2 separate regions of the Anas platyrhynchos genome follow, and region 1 is linked to region 2. A link is a contact called in public Hi-C data. All regions are on one chromosome and are shown on one strand. The core of a region is the stretch at or near the end of the contact, and the rest is flanking DNA. Distances in the headings are between cores, read along the strand shown.

Region 1 (3,034 bases), core at 138-2,637, 48 kb before region 2:
CTGCCCCAGCCTCAGCTCAGAGCCTCCCTCGGGACCCCAAATAACCCTGCAGGGCTGAGGCTGGCAAAGGCACATGGGGGGGGATTGCTGGGACTCAGCACAGGGGGAACCTTGTGTGAGGAGAGCCCACCTCCTGAGCAGTGCCATCCCCTTCCCTGGGTGCTGGGAGAGAGCAGCGCGGTGGTGCTGTCACCGTGCCCCATGCATGTCACCCACGGGTCACCCAGGCAATTTTAATCACCTAGAGATCTGAAAAAGCAGGTTGCTCCTTTTAGCACATGGCACGGCACGGTGGCTGTGCACATAACTCCAGCACCAGCCTCTGGGCACGGGGTTAGCGAGGAGCTGAGTTACCCATGAGCCGTGGCATCCTTTCGAGAAGCAGAAGTCACAGTTTTTATATGAAAATCCAGACAGCCTTTCCCAGAACAGCCCTGTTAAATTTGAAGAGGAGGCTCAAGCCATTTTCTGGTCAAAAAAAAAAGAAAAAGAGAAAATAAGAAGGGTAGGAGGCTGTTATATCTAGCCATATAATCACTCAGGCGCTGGCGGAAGCAATACAATGAACCCATTATAAACATGGGTGGAACAAAGACAGAGCTTAGCTCATTGTGTCTTGGTGTTTCTAATTATATTTTATCTTGAAGGAAGAGCAAGGGAGAAGAGAAATTAGTGTAGGGAAGGCGCCTGGTTCTCCATATGACTGGGGCTTTGCAAGCCCACGATCTCCGAGGCTGCGGCTGTAGGCAGCAGCGAAGTCCTCTTGCTTCAGGAGATCATGCTTAGTGCTGAGGGAAGCAGAAGAGGAGGCAGAAAAATTTAGTCATCTCCCCTCAGACATCTTGTTTTGCTGCTCGTTTAGCAGCACGCGAAGGACTTAGTCACTAGATCTCCGACGGGGTATTTTTAGTGTTTTTTTTTTTTTTCAGTAGAAAATGAGAGAAAAAGGAGGCTCCTTCCCAATGCGGTGGGGGTGAGCTGGGTGCAGTGAGAAGTTAAATGGCTGGGACCTCACCCGACAGCTCAGCGCCCGCTGCAGATGCTCGGGGGAGTGTTTGTAGCCTGCAGGAGCCCACTGGCCCCTCCGTTCAGCAATGAATTTTGCAAGAAACACAAGTGCTGAATGCAAACGTTATCAATAGCTGCCATGCACAGTTCCTTGAATTCCCCGCCCAGTGCTCAGACCCAGCACCCACCTCCTTCCCCTACCAGAGAACAAGCGTGGGGGCAACCCGGTGCATTTTGCGACCAATTCAGGAGGGGTTTTGGTGGGCTCAGAAGGCACCCAGGCGGCTCACGGCTTCCTATTGCTTAATCTTGACTACAGAGCAACCTTACGAGGTCTTCGTTACTTGTTGACATTTGGTGCTACAGCAAAACACACCTTGTTAATGCACAAATAGGAAGCACTGAGGCAGCTTTGAAGAGATTCGGTGTTTTTCCTGTACTGATACGAGCATGATGGCCCAGTGCCTGCTGCATCTGCTCCTGCTTTGAAGACGGATGAAATCCCTCACCGAGCTCCCGAGCTCCCGCTTTGTTAGCACCCAGCAGGCTGCGGGGACAGCAGCAAGCCCTGCTATTTCCTTATTTTCCCTGGCCACATCGGCGAGGGCCGGGGGAATGCTGAACGCTGCGTTTCACCGCTGCGCGAGACGGACAGCCCCGCACACCTATCACCGAGCCGAGCGCAGGCGGAGGTTGCCAAGACAGCCAGTGACGCACAGCTGGCCCCACTTCTACATTTTTCCATGACACAGAGTTGAAGCTTGCAGAGCAGGAGGCGGCTTTCTCGAGCAAGCTATCAAGAGATCAGCAAGACGCAGCAGGATCCTGCGGGGCACGCCGTGCTGCAGCTAAATGAAGAAGCAGAGAAAGGAGCCAGAAATGAAGGGTAGGAGCGTGCGCGGGGTTCAGATCTCGCTTGGGAAGTGGTGCAGCCACTGCTACACCCCCCAGAGAGCCCCAGCGCAGAGCGAGGTGTTGGTATGAAATGAGAAATCCCCGGCTGTTCTCACTGGGGCAGCCCTGTGCCTCGCAGTGCGGGCAGAAAGCAGCAGGCAGCAGCCAAGGAACCACAGCGTGAGCAGAAACATGACCCAGTCACGGCTCCAGAGCTGCCACTTGTGTCTCCCAGCTCTGTCACTGGTGTCCCTGGGGGGCAGGTCTCTCCAGGAGACGTCCGTCTTGTCCCTGTGCAGGCAGCTCCTGCCCCACAGTGCAAATCCCCCAGCACCACCACGGGCAGCCTCGGCGCTCAGCAGCGTGGCTCCACACACAGCCTCCTCCCACTGCAGTCAGGGATCAAACCACACAAATAACAACACCAACCAAACCAACCCAAACCCAAAGGCATCTCCAAGGGGTAGGGTTGCTCCTGTTGTTGGTTGGGAATGGAAAGAGGCTACACAAAGGTAATCTCACCTGCGAGATGCATGATAAAATCTCCCCACATCTGCCCCGGAGATTTCCACTCCGAAAAGCCAGCCCTGTTCTCTACGGAAGGGTGCTGAGACTTGCACCATCTCAGGCTGAGTAACACCGAGATCAATTAGAGCTCACGGTACCTGTCAGTGCTTTACCTGGGGGCTAGATACCTTCTGGTGACTTTGCCTCCACTGCGAGCACTGCTTGGCAGGTGGAAGAGAAGACTCTGCAGGGATAATGCGAACAAAGCCCCAGCTACGTGCAGGGCTGCTGGGGCCCTGCCTCTCGGGGGATGCAATGCCCAAGGTTCCTCAGCCTTACAAGGAGTAAGGAGTGGAGATGTGCAGAAAGCAAGCTGTGCCACTTTGCAAACGCACTGTCCCTGTCACACAGAAAGCTGCCAACAGCAGGGTTTGCATTTTTTTTGCATGGAACCACTTCGGATTCACCGCTCCTTCACCTGCACAAACAGCAGGACCCTCTGTGTTAAAAACAAGGCATGAAGTTACAAGAGAAAGCAGCACTCCAGACATGTCAGGAATTACTGAAAAGGCTCTGTTTGCTCTCACAAAGCAAAGATCTCGCAGCTGTTGCCACCACAAGCAAT
Region 2 (3,311 bases), core at 153-2,652:
GCCAGCTCTGGCCTGTCTGTGAGAATTGCAGCACAAGTGTTTCACGAAGACTGTTTTTGACCAAGGGTGTCACCCAAAATGTCTGCAAAGTTTTCCTGCTCTGGAAACACATGCTGCTGTTAGATGAAAACAGCTGTGAGATGTACAGTGATACCGCTGGGACAGCATGGGAGGAACACCAAGGTGATCTGGGTGAGATACAGCAATGCAATGGAAAATGGCAAGCGCAACTGCATTTGTGAAAAATTACAGATAAGGAGTATGATTCATTAGCAAAGTGTAAGACCTTGCAGAATTTAAAAATAAAAATCTTCCGAAGTTCTTCTTGAAGCAATTTTTGGTTGTCACATGGTGATGAGGGGGGGAAGTTATAAAGAAGATGAGGAGGTGCTAGTTATTAGCATTTCCTTAATTTGAGACCTAAGCTTGAACCTCCTCAATACAAAAAGCTTTTTTTTTTTCTCTCTCTCTTTTTTTTTCAACTTATGGTTTCATTGTACAAGAAGAAAAATAAAAACCCTAAGGTTTCGAAAAGCTGCGGTGGTTTAACCGTAAATTTGACTTAGAACTCCTTTGTCTGATCAGTAGGAAACCCATGTGAACTCTCTTATTTATCTTAAAATGAAATAAACTCTTCAGCTACTGCACAACTGAAAATCAAACTGGCTTGAACCAGTTTAACTGAGTTGTTTCAAAACCTAATTCAAGGCTTGATTAAATGGTATTAATGCAAAGTTAAATAAACTACATGCCTGAGAAGGCTATTTTAGGAATGGCCACTCCTGCTGAAGGGGAAGGGTTTAAAAACAAACTTAATTAATTTACTTTAAAAGTTATTAAAATAAACTATTCCAAGTGCTTCCATGTAAAGAAACTTACAGAAGTATGACAGCGGATCCCTTGGAAAGCTGCTGCTTAACATGAAGACAGGAGTAAATTTAAGAAACAGAGGGAAATAAAGCCTTGTGGGTTTTGTTTTTTAACAAAAAACAAAATAGGACGTTTCCCCCTTACCCTACAGGGGAACGACAAATATATTTTTGCTGCATTCTCTGATTTCTTGCTTTTGCTGCTACAGTTGTAGCTCCAGCAATGGGCACACTAGCCACAATACAACAGCAGCAGCAGAAACTAGCAGAGCTAAAACCAAGCGTGTGAATAGCATGGTGTAATCTGACAAACAACTGGTCTCAGAACAACAGCTCTGGTAGTGCCAGGAGCTTTGCAACATGAGACATTTCACAGATTAGTTCTCCACAGAGGGCTATAGGTGCACCTAATGTATTTCGCAGGAATCTGATGACAATAAAATCTCCAAGGATTATCACAATGTGTAACAGAGTTCAGACTGGAATTGTGCTCGTGTCAAACAGCTAATCCAACTGCAGAGATGTCCGTGCACAGAAGGCCTCTGCCCCCTAGTGTATACAGTGAGACTTTCTGTTATAGGATATGGAGCAGTCTGCCTCCTTGAAATACAACGTGGAAACACTTATTTCAATGTTAATGTATAACTTACACATCTCACCCACATCCTCCCCATGGTGGCTACACGAGCAGAAGGCCCAAATAAATGGTACAGGTTCATCTGCACTGTTATGGGGAACACCTTGCTTTGTCTGCCATCTGCATTCCTAAAAGATGTTAGGCACGTGTTTTCCTTTTCTCTAGGAGTGACCTAATTTCAGCCAAAGTCACTATTGATTTATCATCGACTTCAGAGCAGCGCTAACTCAAAGGATTTTTAGTCATGCAAACAGATCTGCTGACTTCTTGGAGTCTGGTATTGCCTGAAGGATTTGTCCTGAAATCTGGAAAGCAAAAGAGATACCAATAGCTTTAAAGGCATAATACTCCATTGCAGGTTAATGCATTTGCCTCCTAAGAAGGTACTTGATTTATTTTACTTTATTTATTTAGCAGAACTGTACAAAACACACATATGAGGAGACAGGACAAGCTGTTTGAATGAGCAAGACGTTGCTGATACTACATTGATCTGGATGTATCACTGTTTGCTTTCTGACCGCAGACCTCATCAGATTTAATTCCCCTTCTGCTGCCAATACCTTGGCCTTGTCTGTTTGATTCCGATCTCATGTTTAACTCATTTCTACATACATTAGAAAGCAGCCACCTACACGGTTTCTATGATGCTACAAATGCTGGAATCAATGGACCATGAGACTTAGGTCTGTGTAACACCATGGGAGACATGTTCAGCATGAACACTCATAACAGTGTCAGCTGCCCACTGGTCAGTATCTTCTTACAATTTAAATGAAACCATTCCATAGCTGGCACTCCATCATGAGCCCTGACTGCATGCTAAATAATTTAACAAATGAGTAGACTTCCTTAAGTTGTGAGGAAGAGGTTTACTTTGTTATTCAATAATCAACTTCCCTTGAGGGACTAGAGATTTACTGAGTGGAGTAGACCAAGCAAGACTCTTTCAAAGTACTGTCTATTCTAGTATAAAACCTCAGATACACTAGGCCTGGCCCTACTCATATCTTCTGGATAAGCATAAGAGGTTATTTATTTATTTATTAGAGATGGTGTTGTATCTGTTTCCATTTGAAAGCCAAGGGAACATTTCTGTGTTTGAATTTTTATCAGTAGTTCTATTTGCAGCTTTTGTACCTCCTGAAATAAAACAGTCACAATTCCTTGCATATATTTGGATGGTTGTAACAGTTTATGACCAAAAGCTCCCCAGGACCTCCTACTGTAAAGCTGTAAGTACAAAAATTGAACAAAGTAGGGCAATTCCACAGCATGTCCTTCTTGTGGTTTAACCCAGCTGGCAGCTAAGCACCACGCAGCTGTTTGCTCACCCTCCCTGTGCAGTGGGATGGGGGAGAGAATCAGAAAAAAAGTAAAAGCTTGTGGGCTGAGATAAAGACAGTTTGTTAGGACAGAAAAGAAAGAAAATAATAATAATAATAAAAGCATGACACCATATGGAATGGAATGTACCTTTGGCCAGTCTGGGTCAGCTGTCCTGGATCTGTCCCCTCTCAGCAACTTGTGTGCCCCGAGCCTCCTCTCTGGCAGGACAGTGTGAGAAGCCGAAAAATCCTTGGCTTAGTGTAAGCACTGCTCTGCAACAATTAAAACATCAGGGTGTTATCAACATTATTCTCATCCTAAATCCAAAACACAGCACCATACCAGCTCCTAGGAGGAAAATTAACTCTATCCTATAGTCAAAACCAGGACAGTCCTTAGGTGCTTCAGAACAACCAGAAGTATGGCAACAACTGCTTCTGGCGAGACTGTGATCCCCCAAATCATAGAGTTGTGAT

What was found. Hi-C and Micro-C count contacts between places; a contact is called where the count stands out from the background.
Region 1: a Hi-C map of subcutaneous adipose tissue shows a contact between it and region 2, with 1.9 times the contacts expected there. The contact joins two enhancer-like sites. A contact is called at or near these places in 3 of 8 Hi-C or Micro-C datasets (F1 follicle, skeletal muscle and subcutaneous adipose tissue).

The regions. Positions count from the first base shown.
Region 1 is chr3:19,993,669-19,996,702 of IASCAAS_PekinDuck_T2T, reverse strand. The region is part of intron 2 of ITPKB (inositol-trisphosphate 3-kinase B); the gene reads right to left. Among named protein-coding and RNA genes, the nearest start is that of ITPKB, 33 kb to the right of the region's middle. Within about 2 kb of position 1,387, at least 5 of the 8 cell types and tissues checked have an H3K27ac peak or open chromatin away from gene starts, as enhancers often do. A contact at or near this core is called in subcutaneous adipose tissue, where this site is marked.
Region 2 is chr3:19,945,727-19,949,037 of IASCAAS_PekinDuck_T2T, reverse strand. No RefSeq gene overlaps it. Among named protein-coding and RNA genes, the nearest start is that of PSEN2, 4.6 kb to the right of the region's middle. Within about 2 kb of position 1,402, at least 2 of the 8 cell types and tissues checked have an H3K27ac peak or open chromatin away from gene starts, as enhancers often do. A contact at or near this core is called in subcutaneous adipose tissue, where this site is marked.